Regions from separate parts of the Triticum aestivum genome. Here region 2 is linked to region 1. Evidence: chromatin contacts called from public Hi-C data. All regions are on one chromosome and are shown on one strand. The core of a region is the stretch at or near the end of the contact, and the rest is flanking DNA. Distances in the headings are between cores, read along the strand shown. Region 1 holds the start of LOC123124854 (arginine decarboxylase 1-like). Region 2 holds the start of LOC123121618 (BTB/POZ domain-containing protein NPY1).

The links. A called contact is a pair of places that touch in the nucleus more often than the background predicts.
Region 2: a Hi-C map of leaf shows a contact between it and region 1, with 9 times the contacts expected there. The contact joins the promoter of LOC123121618 here to the promoter of LOC123124854 in region 1. A contact is called at or near these places in 5 of 5 Hi-C or Micro-C datasets (leaf, root and an unstated tissue) and 1 of 1 datasets of contacts at active chromatin or transcription factors (leaf).

The regions. Positions count from the first base shown.
Region 1 is chr5D:341,392,283-341,395,262 of IWGSC CS RefSeq v2.1, reverse strand. It overlaps LOC123124854 (arginine decarboxylase 1-like), which reads right to left and starts at 1,411. Exons shown (of 1, transcript XM_044545403.1): 1 at 204-1,411. The coding sequence starts at 1,411. The coding sequence ends at 821.
Region 2 is chr5D:341,632,597-341,635,576 of IWGSC CS RefSeq v2.1, reverse strand. LOC123121618 (BTB/POZ domain-containing protein NPY1) reads right to left here and starts at 1,559. Exons shown (of 4, transcript XM_044541636.1): 1 at 1,107-1,559. The coding sequence starts at 1,168.

The DNA of each region.
Region 1 (2,980 bases), core at 162-2,661:
ATCTAAGGTTAGGCAACTTTGATCAACTTATAAGGGTGTTTGGTTCAAGCCTTACCTTAGACAATATATTTTTTGTCACACTAGGGCCCCACATGACATACATTCAAAAAGTGTGGCAAGATTCCCTTAGGCTTGACAACTTGTGGCTCTCATTTTGAAGAACTAACCTTAACCAAGGAGGTAATAGCACCCTAGGTACCCTAACTTGCACACGACGTGATGATTTAGTCCCAAACTTGCAAAACTTGACCAAACCATATCTCAACTTGCACTCCATGTGATGATTTAGTACCTGGCCAATCACAGCTCGCCAATTGGCTGCCAGGTGGGTGGACCGGTCAGCGCGCGCACTTTTGCAGAAAACCCCCTGTTGTTTCCCTGAATCAACCCGCGGTATAGGATGATCGCGGACATTTCTTTCGGTGATCAATTCGTAGCGAGTTGAAAGTTCAGACAACGACACGGCCTACATCTCGCAGGTTTGCCTGCACGAGATGGATTTGTCCTCTCTGCTCCAGACCACGAAACCTCTCTCGCAGTGCGGCCCGTCGCTCTGGGAGACGCGCACCACGCTCGGCCCGCCGAACAGGTTGTGCAAGCCGCCGAGCGCCTCCTGGTAGGCGCCGCCCAGGAACATGCCCAGGTAGTAGCCGCGGGTGCCGTGGGTGGGGAGCTCGTGCAGGGGGAGGCTACTCCTGCCGCCGATGAACTGGTCCACCTTGCCGTCGCTGTCGCAGGTCAGGTCCGAGAGGACGCCGTCCACGGCGGGCCGCTCCTGGAGGCGCTGGATGGGGATGATGGGGAAGAGCTGCTCGATGGCCTACATGTCCGGCAGCGAGGTGAACACGGACAGGTTGATGTGGTACCTGCGCGGCCCCTCCGCCGCGCCCATGCCGCGGGCGACGATCTCGCAGAGCCCGTCCACGGCGGCGAGGTGCTCTAGCCCGAGGACCCCCTCCTTGAACTGCTCGGCGCAGTGCCGCTTCAGCTGGTCCGCGTACAGGCCGCAGGTGTCGAAGTCGCCGCGCACGGCCGAGACCATGAGGTTGCGGTAGTCGCTGCGGCAGTCATCGGTGAGCTCGTCGAGCAGGTAGGCGGTGGCCGGGTCCATCATGTTGGAAGTCGGCGCCGTCGCGGAGAAGGCCTCGAAGATGAGGACCGAGTGGTGCGACACCAGCGCGCGGCCGCTCTCGCTGCAGATGACAGGGTGTTGCACGCCCTTGCGGTCGCAGACGCGGCCGACGGCGGCGACCACGGCCGCCGCGTACTCCTCCAGGCTGTAGGCCACCGACATGTCAGTCTGCGCCGAGTGCGTCCCGTCGTAGTCGATGCCGAGGCCTATGATTAAGAACAAGGATAGTAAATTGATTGATGTCTTTGTCCAGGCACGTACGCGCGCCGGACACATCATTTGGAGATCGAACACAACCACAACCCTGCCAATCAATTGAGAGAGATAGTCCCACCGGCTCGGCTCGTTCTTGGCTACCTACCTAGCTCGACGGAGCCTCTCAGTGCCCGGAGACGACTACGGAGTACGGACAACCCAGGCGGCAACGAGATGCACGCCGACGAGCGCCGCCGCGATGCAGTAGTTGACGACGATGTCGCAGGAGAGCTCCAAGACCAGGGCGGAGAGGGCAAGGAACGTCGAGGTTAAGGTGAGGTTGAGGCCGACGATGAACATGGCGCGCATCTCCCAGTCCCACCCAGCGGCGCTCAGGTCGTCGGCCGCCTTGCCGAGCCAGGAGAGTACCCCGGCGGCCGCGGAGGCGCTGAGGACGAGGGTGTAGCGCACCTGGACCGCGAGCTCCTGGAGGTCCATCCTCGTTGCTCTTCCGCAGCCGGGGAGACGGCTGAAGTCCGCCATCCCGACGACGAACATGACACTTAGGAGGCAGAGCACCACAGGCGCCATTTCCTTGTAGAGCGCCGACGAGAGGTCGGCCGACCAGGCGGCCATCTCGGGCTTCTCGGCGGCAGCGGCCGCGATGACGGCGGCGGGGCCCAGCAGGGGAGCGACAACGTGGAGGTGAGCGCGGGTTGATTAAAGAAAACAGCAGGGGGTTTCTGCAAAAGTGCGTACACTGACCGGGCCAGCCACCTGGCTGCCAATTGTCGAGCTGTGATTGGGCTGGGACTAAATCATCACATGAAGTGCAAGTTGAGGTATGGTGTGATCAAGTTTTACAAGTTTGGGACTAAATCATCATGCTGTGTGCAAGTTAGGGTACCTGGGGTGCTATTACCGCTTAACCAAGTGTGGCAAGAAATGTGTGGCAACATGTGGCACTCCTAGGCCTAGAATCAAACAGCTCCGTACTGTCCTTGAGATACCGAAAAGATGCACTGTTCCTTTTTTTTTAAAACAAAACTGAGATGTTACTGTCCTGCTTCTTCGTCGCGATGCTCGGGCGAACCCCGTCCCGTACCGAGCCAGTGCTACCTACCTAGGTCTAGTAACCTAGCTGATCTTGGCGTTTTGCACCGGGAAAGGAACAAGGCAACAAGACCAAACAAACAAAAAGCCGGATCAAAACCAAAAGCAAGCCCCCCCTGGCCGGGCAATGATTGCGGGGTTAAAAGTGGGGGTCAAGGCCTCGGTCAAGGACGGGTTGGAACTCCACTCGATCATCCATTCCTCTCCTCCTCCGTTCTCCATCATCGTCTCCACTGGGTCTGAGATAAGGATCGGGTCGAGGCCATTGCGGGGGTGCATCATGAGCAATCATGCACGCAGATGCAGACGCAGGGCAGTCGCACTCACGGGAATGTAGTCGTGGTAGCGGTGGTACGTGGAATCTCGCAGATTTCATCATCGCTCGCCTCAAGGAGCACCACACCCCGTCCCCTGTCATTAGCCATCACTACCGCCGCCTCGATCGGTTGTTTTCCTGCACTTTTTCGTGGTATCGCCATGCTATGGCCGGCGAGCAACGAGCAGCCTCGTGTACGAACGGGGACGTGTGCAGGCCGCGTG
Region 2 (2,980 bases), core at 310-2,809, 240 kb before region 1:
CACTAGCAAAGAGGAGAGAAAACAAGTGCTGCATCTTCGGATTTAAAAGACAAAAGGAAGTCAATCATTCTTTTGGGCGAGCAAATGATGCCTTGCAATCTGTATGAGGGTGAAAGGCAGCCACAGCACTGGCGGACACCGGGAAAAAGATACAAGAACATTTCAAATGAATGCTGGATGCAGCTCAAATGAGACCCAAGGATGAATAAATGAACCACAGTACATTACAACAAGAGTATTTTTTAAATCAGAGGACTGCCCGTCACTGTAAACCGAACCGTATAACAGGCTAGCGTGCAGGATGAAGACAATGGGATGGACACGAACAACTAATCCCGAGAGAAACAAGGAATGCCAGCTCGAGGGATCAGTTGGAGAAACTCCGTTCTGCTACTAGTGGTATCATAGTGCTAGATCCAGTTGAGAGAAGCGTAGAGAGCCACACATGTAGGAAGCATAAACAAAAGAAGGCAGGCAGAGGGGACAGGACAAGGCAGAAACTGGTAGAGATAGATAGAAACGGCGCACACAGCCTAGCACTCTGCACTTCCCAAGAACCCATAGTCAACTCACGCCGTGACTCGAAATGAAACAGTTATTATATGGTGCATTAGCAATCGAACAAGGGACTAACCAAGATCCAAGTGCAATGCCAGGCCCAAAACTCGACATAAACTGGTAGAGGAAGAGGCGCGAGGAGACGGAGAGATTGGTTACTGGGCAAGCATGACAGTCGGAGTAAGAAGGTGGTGATGCAAGAAGAGCGGTTCCCGAACGGCCGCCATTCTAGAAGCTCTGGTCTTCCAAAGGGACGCACACGGCACGAATAAGCTTGCAAGAATCTCATTCTCACCGGAAGCACCAGCCAGCAGAAGAAAGAGGATGACGGCGTCTGTGGCAAGAATCTAGCGGGGAAACGCGCCTAGCTACGTGTAGAACAAGAGGCGAAGGAGATGGACGAGAAGAGGTTCTGCTCCGCCGCCATGAACCGGAGAAGCGGCGGTGCGACCAAGGAAAAACGTAAGACACCAAACAGTTTGAGCAGGAAGGAAGCAACGCTAGATAGCGGTAAGGAAAAAAGAAAAGAAGGGAAGAGGGTGACTGACCTGACGTCGGCGCCGCCGGACTGGAAGGCGTCCGGCTTGGAGCCCAGCTTCATGAACTTCATCTTCTACCTCCCTCCCTCCCTCCCTCTCCGTTGGGCAGCCTCTAGCTCCCTCACGCCCTCGCAGAAGACCTCACTGTCTGTCTGACGCTCGCTCAGGCTGGGTGTTTTCTTCTTCTTCCCATGCACTTCCTTGGCACCCCGGGACGGCGCGAGAGAGAAGCAGCGGGAAGCAGAGCACGGACGAAAAAACCCACCAGCAGTACGCAGCGGCAGCAGGGGAAGAGAGAGGCGCGGTTGGGTTGGTGTGGGGGAGGCTTAAACGCAGCAGCAGCAATTAAAGAAGGGGATATGGAGGGAGGGAGGAGGAGGCGGCAATGATGGTGATGCCGTGGCGTGTGAACCATGGAAGGGGTGGTGGTGGTATTATTAACTCCTCCTCGGCCGCTGCTCTGCTCTGCTCTCTGCTCTCTGTGGCTGCCAAAGCCGCCTCCTCCTCCTGCTTGCTCCGTCGCAATGTCAATGACTCAACGTGGGGTGGGCAGGACGTGGTAGTAGCAGTATCTCTCTCTCTCTAGCCTTTTCCTCTGCGTCTGCTCTTCTTTCCCTTCGCTTCAACGCACTAGCAATATGTTAACTCGCCCCCAGCTGCTGCTGCATGAAAACCACACGGCGATGATACTTTTCGGGTTAGGAAAAGGCATAATATTTCCACTGTTTCATGTTAATTTAGTCCCAGGATTATCTAGCCGGGCTAATTATCCGTTTAGTCTTTTGATGTGTGCGGGTGCGGCAGAACTTTACAGGGAAACGGGTGGGGTGGCGCGCTCCTGCCCCTGCCCCTGCCTGTCGTGTGCGAGTGCGAGTGCGAGAGGAGCGCCTGTGTGCCTCTGTCCCTGTGGTGGGGAGTAGAAAAGAAAAGAAAAGAAAAGAAAAGAGAGAAAAGGTGCAACAAACAATCTATCTGCGCGCAGCGTTACCAGCGGCAGCAGCAGCGCGGCACAGGTCGCTTTCCGTGTGCGGCGCGCTCCAGTTTCACAGACGGAACATGCCCAGTAATAACGATGCACAGCAGTGCTCTGTTCCCTGTGAGTTGTATTGTAGGAGTATATACTACTGCCTCCGCCCGAAATCAAAACCGATGTATGTAGACGTTTGAGCGTCAACTAATTTCGGATGAAGAAAGTACTCAGTCAAACGCAACGCAGTCGTTCCATGTTCACCTTTTGAACGGCGGTGAAGCTGGACTTTTCCTTGAGCAAGAAGCACCGGGCCAGGTCAGTTGCGTCACCCGCGAGCAAATAAAAACTTTTGAAAAACGCAGCGCAGGATCATCTGCCCGTATCAGAACAACAATTAGTTAATGAACCAGCAAAAGGTGGCAGCACCATCCATCCGTAGCCCTCGGTTTGTCACGCATTCCCACCGGCGCACCACGCCCGCCCGCCACCTTTCCACGCCCCGCCCGCCGTCGGCCGGCCGGCGCGCACGCCACGTACCAGCGCGCCCCCCGCCGGTACGTGTCCGCGCGTCCTCCGCCCCTGTTCTTTTAGTTAAAAGGGCTCAGAGACGGCGGTCCAATGAGCGAGCGCAGGATGATGCTCTCCGTCGGCCGGCGCCGATGCGGCCATGCGTAGCGTACGGAGCAACCGTTTATGTATTGGGGGGTGCGCATGGGCATGGCACCGGGCGCGCGCGGGCTGATGGTGTCAGGTCGATCGCGCGGGGACTTTTGTTAAACGGGGGGCAGAGAATCTCGGTCAAACGACGGGGGCGGTTTAACTTTGTGGCTAAACAAATCACCACCCTACCGGCTTTGCGAAAGTCACCACGATCAGATGCTCGGTACTTTGTGGACTGATGGAAACAGAGGAC